2 separate regions of the Mus musculus genome follow, and region 1 is linked to region 2. The links are chromatin contacts, called in public Hi-C maps. All regions are on one chromosome and are shown on one strand. The core of a region is the stretch at or near the end of the contact, and the rest is flanking DNA. Distances in the headings are between cores, read along the strand shown.

Evidence for each region. A called contact is a pair of places that touch in the nucleus more often than the background predicts.
Region 1: a Hi-C map of uterus shows a contact between it and region 2, with 2.3 times the contacts expected there. The contact joins two enhancer-like sites. A contact is called at or near these places in 2 of 39 promoter capture datasets (both in liver), 1 of 15 datasets of contacts at CTCF or cohesin (the NIH/3T3 cell line), 3 of 484 Hi-C or Micro-C datasets (the Ba/F3 cell line, cumulus cells and uterus) and 1 of 9 other capture datasets (embryonic stem cells).

Annotation. Positions count from the first base shown.
Region 1 is chr16:11,818,016-11,823,321 of GRCm38.p6, reverse strand. All of the region lies in intron 3 of Cpped1 (calcineurin-like phosphoesterase domain containing 1), which reads left to right. Among named protein-coding and RNA genes, the nearest start is that of 4833415N18Rik, 41 kb to the right of the region's middle. Within about 2 kb of position 1,996, at least 4 of the 459 cell types and tissues checked have an H3K27ac peak or open chromatin away from gene starts, as enhancers often do. A contact at or near this core is called in uterus, where this site is marked.
Region 2 is chr16:11,707,046-11,712,323 of GRCm38.p6, reverse strand. All of the region lies in intron 18 of Snx29 (sorting nexin 29), which reads right to left. Among named protein-coding and RNA genes, the nearest start is that of 4833415N18Rik, 70 kb to the left of the region's middle. Within about 2 kb of position 2,718, at least 19 of the 459 cell types and tissues checked have an H3K27ac peak or open chromatin away from gene starts, as enhancers often do. A contact at or near this core is called in uterus, where this site is marked.

The DNA of each region.
Region 1 (5,306 bases), core at 747-3,246, 110 kb before region 2:
TGCCAACAGAGACCAGAAGGCTGTCAGATACCCTGGGACAGGAGTTACAGGTGATTGTAAGCCATTATATGGGTGCAAGAAACTGAACCCAGGTCCTCTGGAAAGAGCCACCAGTGCTCTTAGCTACTGAGTCATCTCTACAGCCCTAAGATTTAATTCTTCCTATAAAATAAACAAGCAAGTCCATCTCATTGGTATACAGATTTGCTTTCATCTTTAATAAATGCTAAAATTATACATCTACAAAGAATTACAATGAAATAACTATGAGTTGTTGTCAGCAATTTTTTATTTACATACCTCTTTTATATTTCAGGATTGTATAAAAATCTCTCAAGCAAAATAGTATCATAAGTAGAAAAATTTAAGAAACACTACTCTAGAGTAGGTATTTGTAAGATTTTTCTTGAAAAACATTAGGCTGTAAATATTTGGGGTTTACCTGACCTGAGATCTCTGTAGAGCTATTTAGCAACATTTCTGTAATATGTAATTGGCAAGAGAGAACATGTCTACAACTGGTTATAGCCATGTTCCAACTATTAAAAAAAAAAAAAAAAAAAGGTGGTGGATCTGCCCCTGCCTCTGTCCGAGACATGTTCCCTCCCAAAAGACACTAGCTTTCTGAGTCCTTGGGTAGAGAGTGTGCATGCGTGATGGCTGTGTGCTTCCTGCAACCTGCTGTGGTCATGTGGCTGGCTCAGTATAGGGGTCTGCCCTCAGAGAACCTCCCCTGCTTCTCAGTTCATATTCCTGGGTGAGCCCAACACTGTGCCTGGGGCCTGTGATGCAGCCTGGAGCAGAGAAGGATTGGGAAGGCCATGGTACTACTTAAAATGTCCAATGGTTGATATTTACTTTAACATGTCCTAGAAAGACATAAGCAATTCAATAACTTAAACCCAGGTTCTGCGTAAGTCATAGGATAGCTAGGATGCAGAAGCCAACAAAGGGAAAACTTATGAAAGATGCCCAAGATGGCTGCTGTGGGGGCCAGTGGGATGGGAGAAGCTATGTAACAGGCAGGTAAGCACCAGGCCATCCATGGGTTGGGATAGAGCTTCAGTCTCACCCTTTTGGTGGCCCCTTCACCATGTGGCATCTCTTTCTGCTTTCTATTGTCCTTTGTAAAACAAAGGTTCTCATTCCACCCTCAGGGTTGATGCATTAGATAAAATGAGGCGTGTCCTAGAAGTGCTGGGCACCATGCCTGAACAGTGCTCCATACGGAACTATTTGCTGCTCTGTGATCCTGAACTATGATGAGATTTCTCAGCAGGCCATTAACTAGATGGGTGTTTCTGGCTTCCTTCTTTTCACACAAAACTCTCCAGGTAGAGCCAGGTGTGCTCTGAGGGCTAGCCTACAGTCTGCTCGGGAGCATCAACCCTGAGCAAAGGCTAGACCAAAGCCTCAGGGCTCCTGGAGGGTATGGGAAACTTGACTACTTTGAGCCTGAGATTATTTAGACTAGATAAGGAATACATGCTATTCCTAGTTTTCTGGAAAGGGACCACTAATTTAGAAGAGGGGAGAGCTACAAAACTAGATAATCCCTTTGGAATTTAACAAATAAATGCAGCTCTTTGTTAAAGCACACACTGTACCACTATTCTAGCAAACAACCTTTGGGGGCACCACTCTATGATCAGAACTTCTAAATAAAGCAGTGTGCCTCAAGACCGTGGTAACTACCCTACAGTGCTCTCTGTCTGAAGTGCATTTTTAAGAAGCTTATTTTGGCGGCTTTTCTTTTGAACTGACTTTGTAAAAGAACAGACAAGTGTCCCCTGTTACAGCACCCACAGAACCCTGGTCTTCTGGAGCCAGATTGATGGATTCTGCTCTTTACCTTGTCTTCTAGCATGCAGTCAGTCTCGCGTTCATTCTTCCAGACGTGGTCAGTTTTACATTTTGATCCATTTATCGTAAAGCACCACAGTTTAGGCGCTTGATGTCTGCACCTCCCTCTCCATAAGAGATAAAAGACCAACTGCTGACGCTACATCTGCTGTGAAGTGGTGGATTTCATTTCTCACTTTGGAGGTATCCTTAACAGTTGGGCTAATTAAAGTTAAAATCAAGTCCTGATGGTAAATATTTATAAATCAAGAATCTGGCGTGTGAATTGTGTTCTACTGATTCCAGAAGTGAAGTCAGCCTGTATTCATTCAGCAAACAGCACAGGCTCCTCCATGGCCTTCAGGCCAGAGGAATAAAAAGAAAGGTTAGAGGTTCCTTCTCCAGAGAGCCAGACTAAACGTGTGTGTGCAGGCATGCACAGAGAGTGTAGCACGTGCACATGGAGGCCAGATGTGAGCACTTAGTATTGCTCCTCACGCACCATCTGCTTTACTTGACGCAGTCATCCTTGTCCTGGATGCCCAGTGCTCAGGTCTTGCTGGACAGCTAGCGAGCCCCAGGCATTGCCTGTCTCCACCTCCCAGTTCTGGGATGACAGAGGCATGCCACCACATCGGATTTTATTTTTTCACGTAGGTTCTAGGTTTGATCTTGGGTTCTCATTCTACTGAGCCATCTTTCCAGCCTTCTGGTCATTCTTAGAAAAAGTGTTACATTGTAGTGTTGCAAAAAGGCGCTTCTGAGCCAGGAGAGAAGCAGTCAGAGATTTATGAAGAATAGTCTGTCTGCTCTTTCAGGTCCTGCTTTTCAAACAACAGTTGCCGTCCTTCTGAAATCTTCAGTGAGACGCATTTGTAAAACCTTGGTGTCTGAGTGTCTTAGTCCAGTTTCTGTTGCCGAGCTGTCACCACAAGCTATAATTTATCAGGAATAAAAATGCATAGTTATAAGATCTAGGAAGTTCAAGCAAGATCAGGAGACTGTATCTGCCGACGTCTTTCTTTACTGGTGAGGATGTCGTGTGATGACTCCACACCCTGCCCCCGGTCTCTTTCAAAGCCACAGCCCATGGATCAGGCCCTTCCTTGTGTTCTCACTCTCTTGATACTTCACAGTGAGGATAAAAGCGTAGTGTGGCTTCATTGTGAGGATGTTGGCCCACAGCCCCAGTTTGAGCAGAACACCCTAACTTCCTCTACAGCTAAAATTTGTCTTTGTTTCCTTTAGTCACAGCAGCACAGCCTAGGTCTGGGGGCTCGCTGTACACCATCATCTGGAATGGCTTGAGTGGTGCTGCTGGTCTTTTGTCTTACCTAAGCGTTTGAGGGCCAAGGAGATGGCTCGGGGTTTGGTTTGCATCACCGAGCCTGATGATGTTTCAATCCTGGGGACCCACATGATGGAAGGAAAGAATCGAATCCTCTAAGTCATCCTCTGCCCTCCACACATATGCCATGGTGTCTGCACACATGCTCATGCAACACTAAATAAATAAATGTATAAAAAAACTTATAGTGTTTGAATATCAGTGATGAAAGTAAGGTAACAGCATAGTTGGTCAGACACAGTCAGAGTCCTTGTGGTGGTTCAAGTGAGAATGGTCTCCATAAGCAAGCATGTTGGAAGGCTTGATCCCCGCCTGGTGGGACAGTTTAGGAAGGATTAAGAGGTTTGTCCTTGTGAAAGGAGGTGTGGCCACACCCAGTCCACAGGCAGGAAGCACAATGTTGAGTGTTTGCTGCTTGGGACCCTTTCTCCATTGTCAGTCTAGCATCTCGGCAGGGAATGGTGCTGCCCACAGTGAGCAAGCTTTACCACCTCAGCAAAGGAGATAAGGTTAATCCCCATAGGAGTCTACAGGGGACCATCTCCCAGGTGATTGTGGAGTGTGTCAGCAGAACACTAACCATCATGTGGGTGAATTCCATGTTGGCAACATTTCTTGCCTCTTTCCTTCCTCCTTTCCTTCCTTTCCACTCCCTAGTCCCCTTATAAAGATCACACTCGTACTTCATAGGAACCGTAGGCTCATGATTGTGTCTTCTGCTTAAGCACCTAAAGTCCAGTCAATGTGTGCATCTGAAGCTGCTGTGGCCTGTTTGAGTTCGTGCCTCTGTTCTTGCCGAGAGAAGACTCCGTTTGTGTGATGATTCCACTGGAGTCTCTGGCTCTTCAGTTAGGTTACAGAATGGCCATTGGTTTTCTTCCCAAGAGTTCTTTCTTTGAACTTTTATTAGAAAGTTCTCTCTTTTTTTATTTGTATATATTAGCTGTGCAGAGAATTAGCTTCATTGTGACCTTTCTGTACACACAGTGCACTGTGACCATTTTTGTCCCCTCTTGTCACCCATTCTTACTTCTTCTCCCATTTGTGCTTCGGGATTCCTAATAGTCCCTGTTTTGTTGCTTTCATCTCCTCCTCTAGACTTCATGTATGAGAGAAAACATAATCTTTGTCTTTTTTGTGTCTGGCTTATTTTACTTAATATGGGGATCTCTACTTCCATCCATTTCTTACAAGCAGCATGGTTTGATCTTTGAGGCCAGCTATTGTAGATCCACCATACTTCCATTGTCCAGTAATCCTCTGATGGACATGTGGGCATCACCGCCTAGTCACTGTGAATAGTAACAAGATAACAGGTGCACTGGTACCACTCTGTCCTGATCTGGATCCCTTCATATGTAGCTGAGGTCTGGTATAGCTAGATCATGTGCTACTTCTATCTGTACTGTTTTTAGAGACCTCCGCTCCAATTCTCATAGTGGCTAGTTTGTGCCCCCACAGGCAGTGTAGACAGATTCCTTTCCCCAGAAAATCTTTACCAGTCCTGGAGGTCACTGACCACCCCCACCAGCCTTAGAGGTAAAGCCAGGAGCTTCAGGATGAAGGATACTTTGTTGTAAGTATAATATATCTCTTCCACAATGGTGTAGGAGTTTGCAGCATGCTGTCTATAAATGAATGGCAGTGAGGGCTCACTGTATGCCATTTGAGGGTGGGTGGCACTGCAGTGCTGACTGCATGCTGTCAGTGGGTGGGTGGCAGTGCAGGCCTCACTGCATGCCATCTGTGGGTGAGTGGCAGTGAGGGCTCACTGCATGCCATCTGTGGGTGGGTGGCAGTGCAGGGCTCACTGCATGTCATCTGTGGGTGGCAGCTTTGTGAATGATGTGTTCCCTTAGGGTTTTTACTCATCTCTATTTTGTATATTTAAAACAATACTTTGCAGGAAAATGGCCTTGTTCAATTTATCATGATAGATATTATCTTTTGTCCTTCCTCCCAGAGTCCTGGTTTTGTTCAGGGCATCAACGTTAAAAAAATAAATCCTATACTGAAGTATAGGTGAGGGGTTGGCAGACCGTGTCTGTAAAGAGGCAGACAGGGCAGGTTTGAACCCATTGTGTGGGTCCTTACAGAAGCTAAAGGTGACCAGGAA
Region 2 (5,278 bases), core at 1,469-3,968:
GATAAGAAACTGTTACAGCCACTATGCAAAGCAGGATGCAGACCCCTCAGAAGCTCAGGTAGAACTATGTATGACCCAGCTGAGGACACACCAAAAGGATCCAAAGCCAGCACACTACCAACATAATTATATATGTACTCTGGTTTACCAAGACACTACCAACTTCAAGAACCCATTAACATTTGAATGGATAATGAAATCATCACTATAAAAACTCAGTTTTGTTTAGCTGTAAGGAATAAAATCATGTCATTTGTGGAAATATGAATAGAACTGGAGATCGTGTTAAATGAAATAAGTCAGACTCAGAAAAATGCTGTGTGTTTTCTTTCACATGGGCATCTAACTTTAAACATACTCACATGTGCCACGCACATGTATACACACACACACACACACACACACACACACACATGCACGCACAGGCACACATACACAGATGCACACATCAGACATGGAACTAGAAGAGGGGCCATTTATGAAGAGTAGGGACCTAGATGGACACTAGGAGGAAGGACAACATAGGGTGACACAAATAAATGCTATCAAGGATCTGCCACCGCATATATATTAAAGGCCAGAGCGAAGCTTATCATTCTGTGCAGTGAAGACATGCTAATTCTAAAACCAAGAATGCCTGCAGAATGCCATGGGCTCCCTCACACTTCTCACTTGTCAGTGCCACTCATCTGCAGAGCTGTGCGTGCCCCTGTATTTCTTCTCTTCTTTCTTGAACTTCATATAAGTGGGGTCATGCTTATATAACCCACCATGTCTGGCCCTTCTCAGATAATGTATGTGAGATGCATCCATGCTGCTACATGCCCTCTCAATAGTGCTTTGGCATGGATGTATAATATCCCACAGTGGTAACATGTCACCAGTATTCACCTGCTCTGTAGGGATGAGTTGGATGCACTTGTACGTGATCCTTGGGGTACACAGATCTAAATGTGGGAGGCAAAACTATGCTATTATGAAAAAATTGTGGTCACTATTGTCATGAGCTAGGTACCCTTAGCAAGGCTGCCCACCTGAGCACAAAGGATGGTGCTAAGTGTCCTGCATCTCCACCAGAGAGCAGTGGTGACACGCAACAGATGTGGGCAGAAATCAATAGGAAGACAGGGTCTGCACGATGTGTATTTGAGCAAGTCGTGCCTTTCTCCTGTCGAGGACCTAGATGTCCAACTCAAACTGTGGGCAGTGGTTGGGCTATGCCCACTCACATACAGGTGCGGCTGGATCAGCCCTGAGAGGGATGCTAAACACTGGGTCTGAACCCCACTTCCACCTCTTTTAAGTGAAGTCACTTCTGTTTGGTAAATGAGGGTGATGCTGATGTGGGGAGAGCTGAGTGACTTCAGGATTTAGAATGGTGTCATCCAGTACCTGTATCAACACATCCGTCAAGTGTCAGTTGTTCCTTTCAGTGAACAACTGGTCATACACACAGTGGATGAGGGCAGGATAGGCAGGGAAAGAGATTTAAGATCTGCAAGCTCATTTTGGCAGGTAGAAGTTCCAGGTCAAATGCCTGCCAAGCACAACACAGGACTCATTAGCCCAAAGTATGAGGGACATCAGGCAGGTTGGCAGAGACACGGAGCACAAAGCTATACACAGGAAAGGCCTGGGCCATCCTAGCTGCTCCCCAGTATACTTACTTTAACACAAAGCATGGTCCCTCGCCCTGAAACTCAGTTCCTTCCCCTGCAGAATGGGGTGGAGCCTGGCCTCACTGGGTGATCCTGAGATGCCATGCCTAACAGGCACAGTGAGCAATGGCAGCTGCAGATATGGCAAGCCCTGTCACCTCCGTCATCCACTGCCTTTGTGTACATGAACTTCCCTATTACAGAATTAGGGGTAATTATAGGATGTGCAATCACGAAATTAAAGCAGGTAATTACCATGCCTAATTAATTGTCAAATGCTAGGCATACAAGAGAATACAAACAGAAAGCGTTGCTGTGGATAGGGCAATACTAGGTGCCCTCTGCTTGCAGAAAGCTCATTGGTAACACCAGAGGTCAGAACCTGACCCCCCTGGGTGGGTTTGCAAGCACTAAAATAAACCCAGGATGCACACTGGGCTCTGACTCAGCCTGAGCGGGGTACCCTCTGTGCTGGCTGCAGGCCAACAAGGCATTTATACAACCCTGTCACCAACACACCCAGACTCCCAAACCAGAGAGCTATTTCAGGAAGGGGACCTCTTAGGGATAACTTAATGGCTGCTGTAAACCCTGACAAGGAATAGACTATAGAGTCTGGCCCACATGCAACAAGAATTCACAAATATAAACAGTGGGTTTGCAAGCAAACCACCATGCTGCCTCTGCTTGCTAGCAGCCACTAAACACCTCCCTTGTTACTCAGCTTCTGCCCCACATGAAGTCCTGACCCCAGAAGCAAATGTTAGCCCTGTACGGTGTTGTTCTTTCCTCTCCTTGGTTCTGGGGATTTAGCTTGGGGCCTCAGCCATGCTAAGCAAGTGGCAACCAATGTGGCACACCCCAGCCATTACTTTCATTTCTTATTTTCAGAGATCTCATTCTGTAGTTCAGGCTGGCCTTGAACTTGTGATTTTCCTGCCTCAGCTCCTCCTCACCCCCACCCCCAAGTATATGGGATGACAGGTCTACACTACCAAGCCCAGAGCACGAAAAACAGGTCCAGAGAAACATAGGTCTTGTTTCTCTTAGAAAATGCAAGTCTGACTCTCACTTCCTGGAACTCGTGGACAATGGCATATGGCTCCAGACATATTGCATAAGAAGTTCTCTAAAGCTCAGTGATTTTCTTTGTTTTAAAGTGAAGCCAAGGAACAAACAAGTAAGACTTGTAAGCACCATTACATGATACAAAGGGCAGAGGAGACCAAGCTCAGAGCTCCTGATGTAGGAACGGCCGGGAGCCACACCATATTCATGCAGAGGAAAGCAGAGACAGCTGACACTGATGTGAGGGCTCTCACATGCAAAACAATCAGATGGCATTAGACACTCTTCAAAACGGCTTGAGGTTCCTAATACATTTTATTTCCTTAATAGGCAATGAGTAAGATGATTTGTGTTTTGGTTCACAGCCTATGTTAATGTATCCTCGCTCAACTTTCCTTTTAATGAAATGGCTTCATGTGTTATTAACTGTAATGTCCTTGGTGCTAGAACAAAATGCCCAAATTACCATAGGACCACACTGATGGAGTGATATTATCACCGTCAAATGCTGCAGAAGATAAACAACTTAGCTCAGGACAAATGACTTTCCAGTTCACTGGGTTATGTAAGCGAGAGAGACAAGAAGAGGAAGAGATGGAGACATGTTAGTTATTTACTGAGGACTGCCAGCACCATCCCACAGGTCTGTGACAGAGGTACAGAGGAGGCCTGGGAAGTAGAAGGGGCCAGCACAGTCTCTCAGAGGGAGAAGTGCAGTGCCCAGTTCTACACACTATACTCTAAATAGACACTCAGCACCATCTGAATGTCACATCAGAATGTCTTGGCCAATGGTTCCCAAAGAGTGGTCTTCCTGCTGGCTTGTTGGCTCACCTTTGGAGGGGACCAGATTTGAAAACACTGTGTTTCAGTCATGTGCCCTCCCTACCTTTTAGACCCGATTCACATCAGGTCTCTTTCCCTGGTAGCAATCAGGTATTACTAGCTCAGAGACAGCCAAATGGCTATTTCTATCCCCCTTATAGATAGGCACTAGGGATCCAGAAAGAATTAAGCCAGACTTCACCCCTGGCCTCAGAAAATTAGTTGGCCTGCCCAAAAAGGTGCAAAGAACCCTGATGAATTCAACTGGGAAAGAACTGGAGGGGAGGGACATGGTGTCTCCAGCTAGGTGAGGAATATGAATGCAGGAAATCAGCTGAGGGGTGTTTGGCTTAGAACAAAGGTCTAGGGGTAGTGTTGAATGTCTGTGTTGAGGCATGGTGACTTGAGCTCAAGGCCAATGGTTGACTGCACAGGGGAAAAACAAAAGGCTGAAGAGATGACTCAGTCAGTAAAGTACTTGCTTCTTAAGTAAACAGACCTTAACTCAAGCCCAGAACCCATGTAGAAGGGCAAGGCGTCACTGTCAGCGACAAGTGCCATCTTACAGATGTACAAAATGATGGACACAGGGAGGGGGAAGGCATCTGATGTAGACTCTCTAGGTCTTTTAGAAAATATGCTCTATCATATACACTCAAGTATAACAAGAAGGATGGGAAGTACACAGACATCAGGGAAATGGGCACCAGGCAGAAAGGAACATCCTGTAGATATTACCATGGCAAAGCTGGAAGTATACAACGTCACCCCGCGTGCTGCTAGCACCAATGTGAACAACTCAGGGCAAGACCAATATACAGTGTGTGTATTAAACACTCCATGAAAAATTACCAGGTGAAGAAAACTTACTAAGGGTGAGCAAGGGACAAAGAGCAAGGCGTGTTGTTTAGCAGAAAGGCTGGCTGCTCCAGCCAGGGGATGCTCTCTAAGAGGATCCTAATCTGCAGAAGCCTATTCCTTGTGAATCCATGGCTTGAAGGATGTACAGAAAGACTCAAAGTACCAAAACAAAAAACAAAAAACAAAAAACAAAAACAAAAACAAAAAAGTGGGGTATGGTGGAGTACATCTATAGAATCTGCTTGAGGGTGGTGACAATAGCAGGCTGACATTCTTGCCAAGTTCTAAGTCACTGAGAGATACTGTGTGTGGTGACTTGAATTAGAATGGCCCCAACAGTCTCATGTGTCTGAATGCTTGTTCCCTAGTGAGTGGAACTGTTTGGAATTATTTGGGAAGGACAAGGAGGTGTAACCTTGTAGGTATGGCCTTGTTGGAGGAGGTGTGGCTTTGTTAGAGGAGGTGTATCATTGGGAGTGGGTTTTGAGGTTATAAAAGCCCATATGAGACCCAGTCTCCCTTTCTTTCTACCTCTTGCCTGTGTTCAGATGTCAGCTCTCAGCTTCCCGCACCATGCTTGCCCTCTTGTTCCTCACTATGGTGATCATACACTAACCCTCTGAAACAGTAAGCCCCCAAACACCTTCCTTTATAAATTCCCTTGTTCATGGTGTCTTCTCACAGCAATAGAAGACACTGTCTTACAAATCAAGGTGAACAGCTGCTGAGGAATGACATCCCAGATTACTTTCTAGCCTCCAGCATGCACACACACAGAGGCATGCCTGTGAACACGCACACAAAAGAGGTCTTACCATTTGTGACAACATGCAAGCAGAGCACACCAAGAGTCTGCCATGCTGGGG